Linked DNA regions of Mus musculus: all the other regions are linked to region 3. Evidence: chromatin contacts called from public Hi-C and promoter capture Hi-C data. All regions are on one chromosome and are shown on one strand. Each heading gives the region's core, a stretch centred on a gene start, on an enhancer-like site or on the middle of the called end of the contact. The rest is flanking DNA. Distances are from core to core; before and after follow the strand shown.

The links. Promoter capture Hi-C pulls out the DNA fragments that hold promoters and counts their contacts. Hi-C and Micro-C count contacts between places; a contact is called where the count stands out from the background.
Region 1: a promoter capture Hi-C map of the HPC-7 cell line shows a contact between it and region 3. The contact joins the promoter of Nup205 here to the promoter of Bpgm in region 3. A contact is called at or near these places in 3 of 39 promoter capture datasets (the HPC-7 cell line, liver and pre-B cells) and 1 of 9 other capture datasets (adipose tissue).
Region 2: a contact with region 3 is called in a Hi-C map of CD8 T cells, with 7 times the contacts expected there. The contact joins the promoter of 1810058I24Rik here to the promoter of Bpgm in region 3. A contact is called at or near these places in 1 of 39 promoter capture datasets (pre-B cells), 4 of 484 Hi-C or Micro-C datasets (CD4 T cells, CD8 T cells, erythroblasts and 1 more), 2 of 115 datasets of contacts at active chromatin or transcription factors (cardiomyocytes and memory CD8 T cells) and 1 of 9 other capture datasets (adipose tissue).

The regions. Positions count from the first base shown.
Region 1 is chr6:35,176,332-35,179,672 of GRCm38.p6, forward strand. Nup205 (nucleoporin 205) reads left to right here and starts at 1,285. Exons shown (of 43, transcript NM_027513.1): 1 at 1,285-1,328. The coding sequence starts at 1,301.
Region 2 is chr6:35,250,941-35,254,646 of GRCm38.p6, forward strand. 1810058I24Rik (RIKEN cDNA 1810058I24 gene) reads left to right here and starts at 1,770. Exons shown (of 3, transcript NM_001384235.1): 1 at 1,770-1,842. The coding sequence starts at 1,828.
Region 3 is chr6:34,474,920-34,478,530 of GRCm38.p6, forward strand. It overlaps Bpgm (2,3-bisphosphoglycerate mutase), which reads left to right and starts at 1,437. Exons shown (of 3, transcript NM_007563.5): 1 at 1,437-1,503.

The DNA of each region.
Region 1 (3,341 bases), core at 35-2,534, 700 kb after region 3:
GACTTAATGAAAGCTTAAGACAGAATTAGTACTTCTAACGTATGTAGAAGTTACTTAGTAGGCTTTTTAGGTTCTTATCTCACTAGCCCGCTTCCATTCTATTCTGTAACGTGTTTTTCCTTTCTTTCTTCTTTTTGTTTTTTTGAGACAGGGTTTCTCTGTATAGCCCTGGCTGTCTTGGAACTCACTCTGTAGACCATGCTGGCCTAGAACTCAGAAAATCTGCCTGCCTCTGCCTCCCAAGTGCTGGGATTAAAGGCGTGGGCCACCACGCCCGGCTAGCAAATTTTAAATTTAACGAGTAAGTTTAGTAGTTTTGGTTGCTTAGGTAGAAAAAACATTTGGTGTTTGTGAAATTTATGTCGAATTTGACTCAACATGTTGGGGATGAGGAAGCAAATGGGTGACACTTTTGAAGTCAGGCAGGCAGTACTCAAATTTTGTCGCTGTCTGTAATTTTCTTTTTTTTTTCCAAAGATTTATTTATTTATTATATGTAAGTACACTGTAGTTGTCTTCAGACATCCCAGAAGAGGGCGTCAGATCTCATTACAAATGGTTGTCAGCCACCACATGGTTACTGGGATTTGAACTCAGGACCTTTGGAAGAGCACTCAGTGCTCTTAACCTCTGAACCATCTCTCCAGGCCCTGTCTGTAATTTTCGAAGCACAATGTGATTATGTCTACAGAATATACTTATTAAATAGAAATTCCTTAATCACTTACTCACTTCACTCTACTCTCTTAAGGTAAGGGGGATGGCTATTCAAATAAAATTTAACTTGAAATGAAGGTCATGAGAATTTTTTCTCTTTTTTTTTTTTTTTTTTTTTGAGACAGGGTATATAGCCTGTATAGCCCTGGTTGTCCTGGAACTCACTTTGTAGACCAGGCTGGCCTTGAACTTAGAAATCCGCCTGCCTCTGCCTCCCGAGTGATGGGATTAAAGGCGTGCGCCACCACGCCCAGCAAGAACTTTTTCAGTTTCACTGATTTCCCTTTTTTGAACACTAGTCAACTGCACGGCTCACTCGAAATAAAACTACGGGTCCCATGATGCATTGCACAGCTAGTCTCCGAACCGGCTGCCCTCGGCTTGTTTTAACGGTAATGGTCGCAGTTAGACTCGATGGCCCTAGGCCAGAGCAGGGCGGGGAGCCTTGTGCACACCCGCTCGAGCCTCGCATGGCGTTCTCGGAGGCCCTGGGGACGCCCTTGTGTTCAGGCGTCGACGCGGGCAGGCCCTCGGGCCCGGGGTCCTCCCCGCGGCAGGAGCGCTCTCTCAGTCCTCCTCCAAGATGGCGGCGCTGTTGGCGGTAAATTCGGGTGAGCGCGGCGGGCCCGCGAGGGACCCGCGGGGACCCACGGGGGGCGGGGCCGGCGAGTGGGGAGCGCTGGTGCAGTCGGGCCGTTGGCAGTGCGGGCGCGAGCGTGTGCGCAGGGCCCGCTCTCGCCGCGCTCCGGCCTGCAGCCCCGCGCCGCCTCCGTTTGAATGGCGCGCGGCGCGGCGACAGTTTGGCCCTCGAAACGGGCGTGTGAAGGGGAGGCGGAGCGGCGGGGTCCCGGGCAGCCAGGCGCGCGCCCCCGAAGCCGCTTCGTCCCCCCAATATCCTTCAGGTGTAGGCAGGCCATCTACCGCCGAGGTACGGCTCAAGTCCCGGGCTGTGGGACCCAGGCGAGGCTGGAAGGAAGCTGGTCTGGAAGGGGGCCGTGGGCCGGTCATGGGGCATGGGGGTGAGGAGGTCTTGCCAGCCGCGAGGCGGTGCCACGGGCTCAGCACGTGCCGCCCTGCACCGTTGTCACAGCCACGGCGGACGGTGACATCGCTGTGAAAAAGCTGGGGCTGGGGTCATCTTTGGTAATTGGAACCCCTCAGAGATGCTTGAAGAAGTGGATGGGTTTTGATTTGTCCTGGTTCCAGGAACACGGTGCCGGTCGTTAGTGGGGAGGACTTAGATGTCAAACATTTCGTACGAGGTCTGGCACTCCTGAACACGGCTTTAGACACTCGATTCATGAGTACAATTAAGAGGCAACATAGCAAACGTTTACGGACCATCTTTTTCAGCAGGACTGTTTTGTTTTTAAACTGTTTTTGGTACTGGTTCTTGCCAGTTTACCAGTATTTTTTGAAAATTACCTAAATCTGAGTTTTGTACATAAACCATCTCAGAAGTGGTATGGTAAATTGTTCTGTAGAAATGAAGTTTTCTGTTGTATTGACAACATATTGTCTGCTCACTGGAGCAAGTGTTAGTCTTGATTGTTGAATCCCTTTATACCTGGTGTATGTGTGTATTTCATTTATATATTTGGAGTAATGCAATTAAATATCTCAGATTTAATTTGGAAGCAAAGACTTCCAGTGATTACATAATTTCTCCAAAATTAAACAGTTAATGCCTTTTTTTTTCTTCCCCGCCCCCCCCCCCCCCCCAGGGTTTCTCTGTGAAGGCCTGACTGTCCTAGAACTCACTCTGTAGACCAGGCTGGCCTCAAACTCAGAAATTCACCTTCCTATGCCTCCCAAGTGCTGGGATTAAAGGCATGCGCCACCACTGCCCAGCCAGTTAATGCTTTTAAGCACAACTTTATGACATTACATCATGCTTGTCCCCCCTCAAAGTAGTTAAATTAAATGCACTACTAGATTTTTTGAAAAGCCAGGCTTCCATGTAATAGTTCTGTTACATACATTTATAGCATATAATATCCTGAGTTACCATTAAACACAAGCCACTGACAGTTGTCACTAGCTCCCAGGAGTATAGTGTGTACAGGAGAGCTTTGATTGGCCTCAAGAAAAGAAAGCATTTTAAAAAGCCAGGAGTCAGTCAAGAGAGTTATTTTTTGTCACCTTTGGGAAGAACTGAAGCATCCATAGATGAATGGATGATGAGTGAGTGAGTGGATAAACGAAACATGATGAACACACAAAGGAATATTACTCAGTTTTTTTTTTTTTTTTAAAGATTTATTTATTAATATACATAAGTACACTGTAGCTGACTTCATCTGCACTAGAAGAGGGCGTCAGATCTCTTTATGGGTGGTTGTGAACCACCATGTGGTTGCTGGGATTTGAACTCAGGACCTTCGGGAGAGCAGTCAGTACTCTTACCCGGTGAGCCATCTCACCAGCCCATATTACTCAGTTTTAAAAAGAAGGCAGTACTGTCACATGTACATGTATGATCTTTGAGGACATTGAGTGAGATACTCAACAGACACAAGACTCTACACACAACAATGATATTTAACTTAGTGTAGCTAAACTAAAGAAAAAAAAAGTAGAATTAGGATGGCAGTCACCAAGGCTAGAAAAATGAGAGGTGGTGG
Region 2 (3,706 bases), core at 520-3,019, 780 kb after region 3:
AAAATTCAGAATGCCTCACCCCACTTTCTCTGCAGCTATTAAAGTACACTGGGTTATTTTTTCTCAATTTAAATACATTTTAGTATGCCAAACCTATTGACCTTTCCCTTGGTGGTGTGTGATCTTTATGTTTTATTCTATTTTTTTCCCCTCTAATCAGCTCTTTTGTCAGTTTAGCAGATGAGTTGGGAGGAGGGAGAGAAGTAATGAGGTGGATGGATGGAGAAACACAGAAATGGAGGGAAATTCTGAGAGAGGGCTTGACTAGGGATGGTGGAGGAGAAAGTTGGTTGGAGAAGAAAGGGAGACATAGCTAGAGGCAAGGACATCTGGGAGCTCAAAGAACTTGACTTTGATTGAGCTGGGAGAGAGAGAGAGAGAGAGAGAGAGAGAGAGAGAGAGAGAGAGAGAGAGAGAGAGAGAGAGAGATATTTTCCTCTTTTGAGGAGGGGAGAGGCAGCAGAATGAGATACAGGGGCCCAAAGGGCAAAGGAACAAAAGGTTCGGGTCTTGGTTAGGGTTTTACTTTTGTGAGGAGACACCATGACCAAGACAACTCTTAGAAATGACAACATTTAATTGGGGCTGGCTTACAGGTTCAGAGTTTCAGTCCATTGTCACCAAAGTGGAAGCATGGCAGTATCCAGGCAGGCATGGTGCTGGCAGAGCTGAGAGTTCTACATCTTCATCTGAAGGAAGCCAGAGAGCATCCTCAAGCTGCTAGGAGGAAGATTTCCAAGTCCATCCCCACAGTGACACATTTCCTCCAACAAGGCCACACCTTCTAATAGTGCCACTCCCTGGGACGAGCATATGTAAACCATCACAGTTCAGGTAACCAAAATGGCTGGATTATATAGGGAAAAGCCTCATCGGGAAAAGCAGCCCAGCCCCTGAACTGGTGAGTTTAGGGTAGAGGGCTGCATGTGCCAGCCACACCCTGTAACAGGCCGGGACTGAGGGATGCTGGCGAGGACCAGGAGGCCAGGTCCACTTTGATATGTTAAGTAGTCCTCTGCCATTGTCCCAGGGTTAACAGCCCCACTAGGCGCAGCTGATTTGTTTTTCTGTTATTTGAAGCCAGAGTACCCCTTAACTAGATAAAGGTCAATTCCAAAGACTGAGAGCAACATGAGAAGGGTGGTTTCGATGTGCTTGTGTATGTGGGTGACCAGCAGCGCGACCGGACAAGAGTGGATTCATCTTTGGCTCCTGCATGGTAGATGATTCGCGCTCCACTTGAGGAGGAAGTAAACTTCAGATAGGTTGCTGGTGGCTGCCAGCAATCGCTACTTGGATCCAGTCGTGCCAGACTCCGCAGACCTCTCTCCATCATCTATCACGTGGCTGAGGACTACCCTTAACTAGGCTGCATAGCACACTTGTGGGCTTTTGTGAAATGGAACCTTTTCCCCCTTTTCGTCTGAGAGTCGGCTGTGGTGGAGATTAGTGTGGACTTCATAAAGGCTCCCAGGAGAGTGAGTTGTTCACTTGGCATGGCACCCGCTACCTCACCCCCACCCTGGTTTAGTAGGTAACACAGCCACGTCTGACTGTATTAATACAATTGCCAGCGTCCTTGTCACCCGGAGGCTTTGGTTCAAAGAGGCCTAGGTTTGCACCTCGCCCTCTTGCTTCCCGAGATGGCCGTCAGAGGGCGCTGCGGCTCCGCGAGTCGCTTCCGGGAATGGAGAGGGCGGGGCAGGGCGGGGCGGGGCGTAAACCGGAACCTGGCAGCGGGTTCCGCCCTCGCGCCGGGGAGGAGTCCCGGAGCCGAGCTGGAGCTGGAGCACCTCTCACACCCTCCTCGCCCTCCCCACCGACATCATGCTCCAGTTCCTGGTGAGTGGGGCCTCGGAGGATCGGGCCTCGCGGTCGCCTCGTTCCCCCGGGGTCCCGGGTCGGCGGTGCACGGCTCTGCAGTTGGGGCTCGTCGCCCTCGGGTTTGCTCGCGCAGTTTTCCTCTGGCCTCCTCCTAAGTCCTTGGGTCTTTGCCTGGGTTTGTTTATATGTAGTCCTTCAAGTTCCGAAAACTTTGGGGTGTCAGTGATATGACTGCGTTTTCAAAAAACCACTTACTGTGAGCTCTTGGCGAAATCTTCGCGGTAAGTTGGGTCGGAGGAGTCATCAAGATGACTTGGCTCCTGTCCTCTCCACGCGACTTCCCGTAGACCCCCATCTATTATATACGGCTTATTTGAGGCCTCAGAGTGCCTTTCACACGCCGTGCATTAGTCAGCCACATCACGAGGTCGCAGCGAGAGATCCACAGTGCCCTCCCTCTTCAGACCTTTACAGATTGCCCGCTTTGAGGAGTGAGTCAGACTGCCCTGCGAGTAACTCTTGTAAAAACCTGCCCCTCCCCACACCCTTTCAAGTCTCCTTTTTGAGTTAACACGTTTTTCTGGCAAAAATCAAGTATTTCTAAAATTGCCTGTTGAGGATTCTAGGAAACTTGCCAGTCAAATTTTCAGATGAAAGTTTTCAAACACTTTCAGATGAAAGCGTTTCATCTTCGAATTCTAATAAAGCAGATATCTTCTTTCTTTCCCACGGTCAGTGGCTACCTGGTGCTCCGAGAATGAGTATTGTTTACATAAAACTGCCCTACAAAGACTCAGTTGCCTCTGGGGTTTCTCTAGTGTCCTAACTAGGCCTTAGTTTAGGAGGTAGGAGTAATTAGCAGTAATTTACTTGTTAGGAATCACTTTTAAAAGCAGCATCAGCCAGCTAGTGTAAGGTGATAGGATTGGCCCTTCCACTGCATTTGCTGTTCATTGATAAGCAGGGAGAACATTAAATCGATTACACTTAACCTTTTAAGTGCTTTGCTGAATGAGGCTACCTGGTGCGGGACTAGCGCTCTGTACTTAAACATGGGTTTTGATTGGAAAATTCAAAATTTTCAACATTTATGGAGAGATGCTGAAGCCGACCATTAGATGCTTAGCTAGGATGTAACTGATGTTCCTTCTCTTGCCCTGGGTCTGTCTCCTCTTCATTGCTTTTGTTGGGAAAAGTGGAATCAGATGTACAGAGATGGAATCAACTTTCCTCTTGTGGAACTTGGTCAAACACTGCTAGTTTCTGCAAATCTTGCTTTTTACATTAGCCGTTTCAACTGTTTTCTAAATGGTTAAGAGTTTAGACCCTATCTTTAATCTCAAGGTGTGTGTGTATGTGTGTGTGTTGGGGACGTGGGGTTGGGTGGGTGTTGGCCAGGTTATTTAAATTTTCTATGCTTCAGTTTGCACCTCATGAGGTTTCAAAAGGAGCCAAGATGTTGAACACGTAAACACTAAATCGTGGTTGAGATATACTGCCCTGTCTCTTCTGTAAGGTATCAGAAATGGGAACTGGCCTCCCACTGATAGGAGAGGCTTGGGTGTGGTGGAAAGATTCCAGGCTCTTCCCTTTGATGGTGCAAGGCAGCTGAATACTTTGTAACCTCTGAGATGTTGCCTAAGTTGAAAACTTGCATTTGATTGTGTGGCTTGTCTACCCATTACCCCTATTTCCACACCGCACTCCACAGCTTGCTCCTAGCTTGGCTGAAGTTCTTTGAAGGAACACCTAGATGGGAATTGGACTGTGAGCACTGCTGTGAGTGTCAGGGCACCTGAACACTGCTACAGTTTCTGTTCCTCTTCCCCCTGGGGCCCAGTAGCATCACCTCCTCATAACTCACCCTCATTCAGCTGCTGGG
Region 3 (3,611 bases), core at 187-2,686:
AGTATTCCTAACAAGGTCAAAGTAAATCAAATGAGCAGGCATCCTAAGGTTCAGAGTACCCTCAAATGTCAAATGCTGTATGGCTGTTAGGATTGGTTTTGCATGGCTGCCGTTACCCTTCCTGAGGAGAAAGCTTTGATACTACAGGGCAGCGGAAATGTTTTCTGGTCCATCTGCCCTCATGAAGAAGAGGAAGAACAGGTTGGCAGGTGTGTACGATTGGGCAGATTCCTTCTCCAGCTGTTCTGACCTGAGAATCCACTGGCTAAGACAAGTAGCCACACCTGAGCCATCCAGGAGGTAGAGTTTAACTTTGCTAAGCCACCATCACTACAGCACTGGGTTCACACACCATCACTCCAGCCGACAGAACTCACTGTCCTTGAGAGACGCTCTCTCAGAAAGGGGTAGCTGCAACTATCATGAGCTAAAATGCATAAATGGGACATACAGCTTGCTACAAGCAGGCCATCATGACACCAGTTCATGGTGTGTCAAGATTTTCATCCTAAATAACTGATCTGAGCACCCATTAGCTGGTCACAAACTTATTGGACTTGTTTATAGAATTAACTAGGTGAGTTCAGAAGACACTAAGTGGAACAGCTTTCAGAAACCAAGAAGGGGAATTTTCCCGTCTGCTCAGGCACACATAACATTTCTTATCTTTCTCATTCACGTTTTGACACACGTTTCAGACCTTGTGTGGTAGTTCAAGCCTGCTTAGTAGCTTCCAGCTCTGGTACCAGACCCGAGTGACAAGCTGGCATTTTCATAGGTTTAATTTCAGAAACTGTAGTGTACCATTTTCTACTTTTCTAACCTCTTCGCCCTTCTTGTACTTTTAGGATATCCTATTATTCGCTTCTCTTCTCTTCATAATGTTAGGAGAAAGTAAGAATGAGCGACTATCTGTAAATAGGACACTTTAAAGGTTTTCATTTTAATCTCTGTTTTCGACGCACAGGCGTGCCAAACAAGCTTTCGTGAGGATCTACCGGGTTCAGCCTAGGTAGGACCTGAAATTTTCCGTTAACTAGAAGAAGTATCCCTTCATCTGCTGACCCGCTTTTCACAGCAGGTGTGTTTCAATTTCGAGAACTTCAAACAGGTCTCTGGACGGCAAAGCTAGCAGCCCACAAACATTGCCCCGGCGATGCTCAGGGGTTTGGGTCTCTACGACTAAAGCCCGCCTGCCTATGTCCGAAACTACCATCTTATTGGTCTATCCGTGCGTCTGTTTCCTCATTAAACCAATCATAGCTTCCCTTCTTACCCCAGGGACTTGAGAAACCGGAAAGAACCTCCGGCTGGTCGCTGGCCAGAGGGCGGGGCCGTGAATGAGTGACAACTCTGTCTTCCAATACCCAGCGCTATCGGTTCTGACCATTTTGGCTTCTAGGCTACAAAAGAGCGTTGATGCCGGCTGTAGCGATGAATCCTCACTGGCGTCTGCAGCACGGCGTTACCGAGGACCGGCTGCTACTGGTAGTTTCCTTGCAGGTGAGTGGCTTCGTTGTAATTGTTACAGTTGTGAGGATTTCTTTTCTTTCATGAGTGGCTTGCTGTTCTATCGTGAGAAGGCCGGTTGCTACCTTGCCCGGCTTTAGTATCTGGTGGGAACCTGATGCCCGCTTCAAGCGAGACCCTCCCGAGTACCCCAGCTCTCAGCTGGCCCTTTCTCAGCGAGCATCTCTCAGGAACAGTGAGTTCTGTCGGCTGGAGTGATGGTGTGTGAACCCAGAGCTGTAGTGATGGTGGCTTAGCAAAGTTAAACTCTACCTCCTGGATAGCTCAGGTGTGGCTACTTGTCTTAGCCAGTGGATTCACTGGAAGGAAGCAGGTGTAGGGCGAAGGCAGACCTTGATCCTAAAAGTGTAAGTTAAGGGGGGAAATATCATGGAAGGCAAAGAGGTTGTTGCATATTCAGGAGTCTCAGGAACCATATTCCGGGTTCAGGGGAACACTACCCCCTCCCCAGCACACACGCGTGCACGCCCGACCACCACTATCATGGCCAAAAAGTGTCATTTCTTTTTGTGCTAAGGGGTAGGAGCAAGTATTTCACTACAGTAAGTCAAAAGAAATGCAAAATTGTAATGAAGTTTATTATTAGACTTTGCAGGATGGAGCCCCCCCCCCCAAATTAGGAAGGGTTTATAGCCCGTGAATGGGGGAAATGGTTCTAGAATATTAACTAACAGAATTCCGACGCCTTCGGGAGGAAATAAAAAGTAAATGGTTACATTTCAGCAGCAGGTACAAACGTTTCTATAATAAAAGTCGTGTTAGTTTGTCTGTAAAACTGAATTTTCACATTTTTTTAAAAGAATTGTTTATTTTATGTATATAAGTACATTGTAGCTGTATTCAGACACACCAGAAGAGGACATCTGATCACTTTACAGATGGTTGTGAGCCACCATGTGGTTGCTGGGAATTTAACTCAGGACCTCTGGAAGAACCGGCAGTGTTCCTAACCTCTGAGCCATCTCTCCAGCCCAATTTTCACATTTTTTTCAAGACTGTTTTATGTGTATGATTTTTTTGCCTGAATGTATGTATGTGTACTCTGTGTACGCCTAGTGTCCATGGACCACCCCCCCCCCCCCGGAACTGGAGCAAATGTCTATGAGCCCCCCTGCAGGTGCTAGGAAGGGAACCCAGTTCCTCTGGAAGAGCAGCCAGTGCTCCTGACCACTGAGCCATCTCTCCAGCCCAGTTTCCACATCGTTTAAAAAGGCAGAAGTTACATTTCTAAGGCCCATGCCTTTATTAAAGGCTATGTAAAATTAAAGATAATTAGACAATTTTTCACTATCATGTCTACAAGGAAACTCTCACTGTATTGACCTCTGTATGAAGTCTATAGCAAATAAAAGTGTCCGGCTTCAAGGACATATTCTTTTGTGCCCATATTTAAACTGAACCAAACTAACCAGATCATTGTAAAAAAAATATTTTTTTAAAGGAGAGTATAGAAATCTAGTATAGCCCCCCAAAATTGTCATCTTTAATCTCATTACTCAGAGGCAACTGTTAAGTGTTTGGCTATTTTGTGTTAAGTTTCTCTTCCTCTTCACCTTTTATGGTTTGTGAGATTAATAGGGTTGTTTCACTTTATGAAGTGGTTGGTACATCTAACTTCATAATCCATGCATCTAACTCTGCATGCCTAGAGAACAGAGGGCAACATGCTTGCACTGGTGGCTTCTCGGATGTTCTTGGAATTGAAGCCAAGCGTGAGGCGGTGTTTGGAGAAAGAGAGCGAAGGGATTGACATCTGGGCATGGTGCCTTGCTCCTGTAATCCCAGGATTTAGGAGGTTGAGGCTGGAGGATTGCTGCAAGACCGTGGCCAGCCTGGGCCACATAGCCAGAGCCTGGATCCAAAGATATCAATAGCAAAACCCTTCCATTTAGAAAGACATGGCAATAAACTACTTTATAGAATGTGAATGTAACATCGACTTTACTAACGTGTTTGGACTGCACACTCTAATAGTATTTGGTGTGCTTCTAGGACTGCATAATTCATTCCGCCTTCCCCTTCTCGCACATTCGATTGCTGCTTGCTCTCTCCTGCTCAAGTCTCCTGTTTAACCTTTCCCT